Regions from separate parts of the Mus musculus genome. Here regions 1 and 3 are each linked to region 2. A link is a contact called in public Hi-C and HiChIP or PLAC-seq data. All regions are on one chromosome and are shown on one strand. The core of a region is the stretch at or near the end of the contact, and the rest is flanking DNA. Distances in the headings are between cores, read along the strand shown. Region 1 overlaps Ext1 (exostosin glycosyltransferase 1). Region 2 overlaps Gm41323 (a long non-coding RNA gene). Region 3 has its middle 130 kb from the start of Gm41323.

Region 1 (2,700 bases), core at 37-2,536, 180 kb after region 2:
ACATAAAGTTATTTCATTGCTACTTCATAACTGTAATTTTGCTACTGTTGTAAATTATAATGCAAGTATATTATATGTGACCTCCGAAGGGTTTGAGGCCCACAGGTTGAGAAACACTGGTCTAGACTATGGAAAAAACACTTCTGATACAACAATAAGAGAATCCAATGTAAACATGGGCTAACAATTTGAACTGATATTTTTCCCAAAGAAAATGAATAAAGCACCAAGAAGAACACAGGAAGATACTGAGTATCGTTAGTCATTGAAGGAACGGAAATCAACCCAAAACACAAGGAGGTGCCACTTGCTCCCTGCAGGACAGTGTATGATCTAAGAGGACACATGAGAACAAGCACAGATAGAAACATGGAAAACAAGAAAAACAAGAGCTCTTCCTTGGGGGCTACAATGAGAGGAAAATGGTAAGGCTGTTTTGGGGACAATCTGGCAGTTCCTTCTCAAACTAAAAATGGACTTTTCATATGACCCAGCACTGTACTTAGGCATTTATCCCAGAGAAATGAAGGCATTTTTACATAGGAGAACTGTCCACAAATGTATACACTGGATACCCTTCCAAGTATGAATGAGGCAAGATTGTGGTATACACATAGCCTAGATCACTTCTCAGATGAATAAAACATAATGAAGTAAAAGAACACGGATCAAACTACTTAAGTACACAAGGACCTCGAGGATGCTAATGCCGAGTCCAAAGCCACCCTCTAAAGGGTACACACTACATTGCTCCATTTTCATAACACTTGTGACAGCATATAACGACGGGGCCGGAGAACGGAGTAGTCGCTACCATTGGTTAGAGGTGGGGGAGACAGACTTTATAGGTCAAGTGGGGAGACAATCTTCTAAAGTAGACCAGTTCATCTTATTAAGTCAGGAGATGTAAGACATGCTATAATCACATACAACTTAAAACACACACACACACACACACACACACACACACACAGTGAGACAGGAGAGGTATCAACTGCTTTCAGAGAATTTGCAGCTTCAGCTGGTAAACCAGTTGTCTCCCCTTTGTGGCATTACAGTCCACACTCCAGAGGTAATGATGCAGGAGATAGAAGAGCCTTTCTAAGTGGCTCCACAGAAAATGTGCAATAAAAACGACATGACCCTGACTTTAACCTGGAAGCCAGTACCATGCAATAGGTATAATAGTTTTCTTCCTAGAGTTGTACTGAATAAGGTACAGAATATAACCCCATTTCAGATATGCTATGGAATGTTATTTGAAGTCTTCCCTCACCACATAAGATGACTCACTAATAGTGAGTCAGTGTGACTAGGCAAGGGAGACAGAGTGGTTCATACCATTCCACCAAGTGTTGTCCCTGCCACTTGTATCACCTGTGGTACCAGGGAACTGCACAGATCTCAGGATCACCCAGGCCTGCTGAATCCAGAACTCTTGGGAAAGAGCCTTGGATTCTATGTGAGTCCATTGTAATGCCCAGTACATTTTGTGCAGCAGGGAACTGGTAGCTAAAAACTTAGTAAACAAGAGCTCAGTGGTCAAGCAGCCAAACCTGGGTTCACAGTCTATGCTTACCATCCACAAACTGGGCAATCTTGGGAAATACTAATTTGTCTGGGCTTAGTTTCCTGGTTCATCCAAAGGGGTTGATCCTTCTACTGACCTGACCAAATGATACATTCTTTTCTTTTTCTTTTTAATTTCTTTTCTCCCTAGACAGGGTTTCTCTGTGTAGCCCTGGCTGTCCTGGAACTCACTTTGTAGACCAGGCTGGCCTTGAACTCAGAAATCCGCCTGCCTCTGTCTCCCGAGTACTGGGATTAAAGGTGTGCACCACCACGCCCGGCTTCCAAACGATACATTTTAATTAAAGTACAGCACCTTATGAGCATTTCTGCAAAAGATAGCTGTAATCACTTCAGCTGAAGGGAGCCAGCAGATTATCAGAAACACAGGCAGCTGTCAATGAGGAGACCTGGGCTGAAGAATCTGGAGTGTGGCTCTCCTGCGAGACCCCCATGCACATCTCTTAGCTTCTGTCAGTCTCAAAGCTGTGAAGCTCAAATGAAATTATGTACATGCAGTATAATCAGGAAAGTAGTATGCAATTGCAGGTTATTATGGCAAATTATATCAGAAGGAATGGAATAAACATTTTTTAAAAACTACCAACAATGAAAAAAACAAAAAAACAGTTTTGCAAAGACAGCCAAGAGACAAACGAGGAGCAGACCCGTTAAAAGAAAATGAAAGCAGAAGCCGCAGCTCCCCACACAGCAGCAGTGTGTAGTTTAAAAGCTTTCTCCTCATCAGAAGCTGTACAAGGAAGGAAGCCGCTGCTGTGGCTTGCTGTCTTCCCAGGGTTCCCACAGATCCTCTCTCACAAGCACGTTGGCCAAATGATCCTGCTTTTTCGCTAGCCACAGTGGACAGGCAAGAAGCCAGCAATGAGCCTCTAATCTTCAGACTCACACAATTCCAGGCTGCCTGAGGTGATAGTTTGTCTCGAGTATTTACTTATGAACTGGGTGAACATCACAGCTGCTCTTTTTCTGCCAGCCCCGTCCCTTCTAAGTAATGATTCTTCTCTGTTTATACCCAGATTTGAGTCACATCTCTTATGAAAAAAAATCAGAAAGCTAATACTTGGGGTGGCTGAAGTTCCAGAGTGCCCTGTGATGAGGAAAAGGAAATAC
Region 2 (2,700 bases), core at 55-2,554:
AGATTTCTGAGTTCAATGTCAGCCTGGTCTACAGAGTGAGTTCCAGGACAGCCAGGGCTACACAAAGAGAAACCCTGTCTCAAAAAAAAACAAAAAAGAAAGAAAGAAAGGAAGGAAGGAAGGGAGGGAGGGAGGGAGGGAGGGAGGGAGGGAGGGAGGGAGGGAGGGAGGGAGGGAAAGAGAAATTCTAAACATATTTTTAAAGTTATAGAAATATATTTGTAGCATAATGCTAATTTAAGTGGTACTATTCTAAGGCATATGAATATGCTTTCAGAGATCTTTCCCAAACCTTGTATTATCAAATGTTTGGCTAAAAATTCTTAACTGTTATTTTTAATTGCATTTATTTTCTTAATTGTATAGTATGTTCAAGGGTCTATACTTGGAGACAAGTCCATCAAAGGTCTAGAACTCAAATTAACTCAAATTTGGTCAAAAAATGCCTGCCCTATAGAATTGTCAGTGGGACTCCAACACATGGCTCTTTTGTACTTTTGGCTTTCTTCTTGAGGATAGAAGAACAATTGGCTTGCTCTGAGATAGCACTGGTAAGAGGTTTGTAAAGGGAGGGCCAAATCCTATAATAGAATTGTGTATGGTTTGGTGAAATAATAATAAAGACTGTGATATTGAAATAGGCACAGCAAAGAAAAGTGATAAGATCCATTAGTAATGTCTGCCATGAAGTTACTGGTTGCAGGCAACAACATGGAGAATGTTCTTATTATGGAGTCATTATTTCCTCTCTACCCTTCTAGCTCTAAAGCTCTGCAAGTGTTTTACTTTTTGACGATACCATTTAATTCATCTCAATTTACAGAAGACATGTATTAAGCTAATACCTAGTGAAATGGTGACATTGCTTCATTCCATGCCTTTCTGCCCCTCTCTATCACACAAAGCTATCAAGAAGTTCACAACGAATCACTTTTGAAAGGACAGCCTTTCAAATGGTTTGGTATAGTCTCGATTCTGCCTTTTTATCATTGGAATTTAGCTCAGGCTTTTAAAGACACTTTACCTTACCATCAGAATATTATTTCAATAACTCATTTCCTGGAGATGTTTGAAACATGGTTAATTATTGTGGGAATTTAAATACAGTGTCAAAGTAAATGATAGCAGGATTCTCTGGTCAGGCTCAAGGTTACAGGCAACCACATTACCCAACTATAGAGAAACATAATCATTCCTTTTCCCACAGATAACGAAGGTCTTCCTGTCATCCTACAGGAATCCCATTCCCTTCTCCTAGAGTGTAACCAGACACTTGGCCACAAAGAATAACACTCTTCTGCTTGGCTTGGCCTCAGGGTAATCAGTCAAGGCTAGGCAAGGCCAACAACCCCCAATGCTACAGTAACCACAGAAACCACACAGAACTTGGGTGGAACACGTGGTCTAGACAGTCATCATTTTCAACACAGGGAGATGAAGTCACACAGACTTTTCTCTCCTGAAAATAAAATGTTGAAATACAGCATTAGAAGCAAATGTTCTCCCAGAGGAGAAATGTTACCTTGAGAAGACAAGAGTCCATTCTAGATCCCCGGGTAAGAAAAAGCAAGCCTAATGGGACAGATTGCTGAAACGTATGACAAACCAGAATGTCCCAGTCTCACAGAAGGTAAAGGCAATGGGAAACTACAGGGGGAAAGATATTGTCATCTGAAAAAAATTTTTCCCAAAAGAAATACTGAATCACCCTAGTCCTGGAAGAGTGGGGACCCCCAGAGTTAGAGAAATAATAAACATTGAAATAAAAAGCATTGAAAAAAAAACTCCTGTCTGCAAGCATAATAGAGTATCATTAATAGTGTTAGGGATTGGTGCTTGCCCATGGGATGGGTCTCAAATTGGACCAGATATTGGTTGGTCATTCCCTCAGTCTCTGCTTTATCCCCCATGCCTGCAATTCTTGTAGACAGGATAAATTTGGAGTTGAAAGATTTGTGGGTAGGTTGGTGCCTCTATTGCTACACTGGGGTTCCTGTCTGGCTACAGGAGGTAGTCTCTTCAGGGTCCATATCCCCAATGCAGTGAGTCACAGCTAAGGTCACCACCATCGATTCTTGGGTGCTTCTCTTATCACAGGCCTCTATCTCATCCTGGAAATGCCCCCACCTCCTCACCCACATCAGTTTCAGGTTTCCATTCATTTTTATGGCCATCTAGTCATCTCTCCTGTCCTTTCTCACACTTGATCCTGAATCCCCCATCCCCCTCCCCATAAGCCCTCCCTCCTAGTTCCCTCCCTCTATTTGCCTCTTACAACTATTTTATCCCCCTTTTTAAGTGAGATTCAAGCTTCCTCACTTGGGCCTTCCTTCTTATTTAGTTCCTTGGGTCTGGGGAGTGTAACATGGTACCTGTATTTTAAGGCTAAGATCCACTATAAGTGAGTACATGCCATGCATGTCCTTTTGGGACTGGGCTACCTCACTCAGGATGATCCTCTCAGGTTCCATACATTTGCCTGTAAAATTCATGATGTCTTTGTTTTTTTAATAGCTGAATACTATTCCATTGTGTAGATGTAACACACATTCTTTAATCATTCTTTTTTTTAAATTTTTTTTATTAGGTATTTTCCTCATTTACATTTTCAATGCTATCCCAAAGGTCCCCCATCTTTAATCATTCTTAAGTTGAGGCTCCACCCAGCAGCCAACTCAGACAGATACAGATACCCACAGC
Region 3 (2,700 bases), core at 48-2,547, 140 kb after region 2:
CTCACAACCATCTGTAACTGGATCTGATGGCCCCTTGTGCTGTGTCTGAAGATATCTACAGTGTACTCACATACATAAAATAAACAATAATTCTAGAAAAACCACAAAACAAAGAAACAAACAAACAAGCCCCCTGCTAAGTCTTGAACCTGCTGGACTGCATAATGACCACTAGATCTCTTCTGTATCTGCCAGAGTACAGCTGTGTCTGGAAGAGCAGGCACATTGTTTCAATCTTTCTTGCAGTACTTTGAGTTCTGAAAGCCAGAAAGATGGCTCAAAGTTGGGGGAGGCCGGTATAGGATGACTCAGGTGTCCACAAATAACTTCCAGTCCTCTCGCCAGTAGACTTGGTGGAACTGCTTGGACCATAAAGCAGCACCATCTGTAATTTGCAATTTGCTCCAGGTATTTCTGTAAGCAATAGCACTCCTTGAAACATCTGTGAGGTGGGCTGGGACCTAATTTAAAAGTAACTTACCCAACTAGCCTTCTCATTTGTCCTCCAACTGGGGAATGATTCTATCATGAGTCATAGTCTGGGGCCAGATTTTGTAAAGTTGGAAGTCAAGAATGGGCCCAGTCATTTCTAAGCCAGAACTCAGGTGCCTTACACTTGCATTCTCTAACCACATCCTGACTTCACACAGTGCTTGGTATACGGTCATTGTCCATATATTTATTTACATGCATGCATGCATGTAGGTATATAAACATACATACATACATATATACATACATACATACATACATACATAATACACATTTTGCTACACTTTTACAGAAGAACAAATTGAAATACATAACAAAAAACTTTGATGGATGTCACAAAACAAACCAAAATTCCAAATGAAATTTGCCCTTTTCTCCATTCCAAGTATGAGAAGGTGGTGACTTATGCCTCTCCTCGAGAATATGTAAATATAGTGTAGAAGAGTAGTGGAGATGGGGAGGAGATACCACTAGAGTAAAAAGGAGGCAAAGAGGAACAAGTGTGAAAAAGAGGCTCATTACCACCACCAACCCTCACTATAGTAGCCCTGAGTGGTAGCTGTAGCACACCTGGGTGCATTTTTAAAACCTTTTGAGAAATGCCAGTCTAATAAATTCTTTGCCAGCCAGTAATTCATGAGCTCCAGGCAGTAGTTGAAACCAAGTGGGGGTAATGGCCACAGCTGTCAGGCTCCAGATGCTCTGGGACCCAGCCCTGCCACTTTGTCCCAGCATTCATATGGAGGAACACTGTGAACTGGGCACATCACCACCATCCACTTGGGCAATTTCCAACAGTACAGCTGCATCTGGCCTGGAAGATGACTGTTGTTGGGTGCTGGGCTGCAGCCCAGCTGTGAGAGTTAGGCCTCCACCCAAGCATATTCAATGGAACCTCATGTGCCTGACTTCCCCAGAACCCTCATGGAAATGTTAGGATTTTCAAAACATTAGTTCTTTCTGGATCTTCTGTACCCAACAGGGAAAAAAATGGAATCAGACCCACATAGATGAAAAGTCATGTCATTTATTAATAATTTCTCTTTTTATTCTTCTATAAATCTGAAGGAAAAAGTCTTTGGTGACACTCTATAAAACAATCTATCTTAAATGGCAAAACCCAGACATAAAGTTACACAGGTCAGTGACGTAAATCAAGATCTATGGCTTTGAAATTTCTTGCACTCTCTCACACACTTTAGGACTCAATTGCACTAAATCATTAATACTCTGTAACAAATGTGGAAAACACTCCAAAAAAGACCTGTGTTGACACCACAATAACATTGGCCATGTATTAGAAAAAGGGTCCCAAATGTACATTGTATACAAAATAAGATTTACTATTTTTTGTTACAATTTGCCACCTAAAATAGTTCCAGTTTTCCATGTCTTTTTTTTTTTAACTCTCAGCATATCCTATACATTTTTACTTAGCATAAATATACAGTTCATTTCGTGGTAACCAGGTCATTTGCATGGCCCTAATTTTAGTAATAATTACAACTAAAATGAGAGGAATGTGCTCCTATAGAACAGAATGCTATTGCAGAAATCAAATGACCTTTGAGATCTGAAAGGCAGATCAATACAAAAATAGTGTGCCTGGAAGGCCAGCTTGACTTGATTTTAAACAACAATAAGACTCTGCCTACCAAGTATCTCACCCATGCTGTTGATCTAGAACATATTGGCACTCTAGGACAGTGACAACTATAGCCTCAGCTAAGTAAAAAGAAACAATATCCTTTGATTTTTGGAAAGGGCAAAGAGGAGACATGGCTTCCAGCCAGAAATCACCTTTACTATCAAAACCCACAGGTTTCGTATCCAGAGTTCCTGGATATTATTACCGAACTGATGGGGTAAACCCGTCTTAGGATGTTTCATCCCACTTCACCCTTTCAATGGAAACATGGAGTCTAGGAATAATTTCATTACCATTTGATGGTTTAAAGTAGTGAGTGAGATGTGTTCAATGTAGTTCAGCATTCAGGTTTTGCCCACTGAGAATTTAATCCAAAGCAACTTTGTTCCCATCAAACTTGCAGGCAACAGCCAAAGGTCTTTCTTGCTTACAGCTAGTCAGCAATGGAGGACACATTTTAAAGGCCCATGTCCACAGCTGTCAGGATCCAGGTAAGTGAATTTACCAACTGTAGCCCTGGCTGTATGCTGGTGATGGAAGCTAGTAGAAACCAGGAACTT

The links. HiChIP or PLAC-seq counts read pairs in DNA pulled down with a chosen protein or histone mark. Hi-C and Micro-C count contacts between places; a contact is called where the count stands out from the background.
Region 1: a contact with region 2 is called in a CTCF HiChIP or PLAC-seq map of the NIH/3T3 cell line, with 11 read pairs. The contact joins two enhancer-like sites. A contact is called at or near these places in 1 of 15 datasets of contacts at CTCF or cohesin (the NIH/3T3 cell line), 8 of 484 Hi-C or Micro-C datasets (the C2C12 cell line, adipose-derived mesenchymal stem cells, embryonic fibroblasts and 4 more) and 1 of 115 datasets of contacts at active chromatin or transcription factors (pancreatic cancer cells).
Region 3: a Hi-C map of muscle stem cells shows a contact between it and region 2, with 1.9 times the contacts expected there. The contact joins two enhancer-like sites. A contact is called at or near these places in 1 of 15 datasets of contacts at CTCF or cohesin (the NIH/3T3 cell line), 7 of 484 Hi-C or Micro-C datasets (adipose-derived mesenchymal stem cells, cumulus cells, embryonic fibroblasts and 4 more) and 1 of 115 datasets of contacts at active chromatin or transcription factors (embryonic fibroblasts).

The regions. Positions count from the first base shown.
Region 1 is chr15:53,111,620-53,114,319 of GRCm38.p6, forward strand. The region is part of intron 1 of Ext1 (exostosin glycosyltransferase 1); the gene reads right to left. Among named protein-coding and RNA genes, the nearest start is that of Gm41323, 180 kb to the left of the region's middle. Within about 2 kb of position 1,287, at least 114 of the 459 cell types and tissues checked have an H3K27ac peak or open chromatin away from gene starts, as enhancers often do. A contact at or near this core is called in the C2C12 cell line, the NIH/3T3 cell line, adipose-derived mesenchymal stem cells and 4 more, where this site is marked.
Region 2 is chr15:52,927,252-52,929,951 of GRCm38.p6, forward strand. All of the region lies in intron 2 of Gm41323 (a long non-coding RNA gene), which reads right to left. Among named protein-coding and RNA genes, the nearest start is that of Gm41323, 5.0 kb to the right of the region's middle. Within about 2 kb of position 1,305, at least 58 of the 459 cell types and tissues checked have an H3K27ac peak or open chromatin away from gene starts, as enhancers often do. A contact at or near this core is called in the C2C12 cell line, the NIH/3T3 cell line, adipose-derived mesenchymal stem cells and 4 more, where this site is marked.
Region 3 is chr15:53,062,539-53,065,238 of GRCm38.p6, forward strand. No RefSeq gene overlaps it. Among named protein-coding and RNA genes, the nearest start is that of Gm41323, 130 kb to the left of the region's middle. Within about 2 kb of position 1,298, at least 30 of the 459 cell types and tissues checked have an H3K27ac peak or open chromatin away from gene starts, as enhancers often do. A contact at or near this core is called in muscle stem cells, where this site is marked.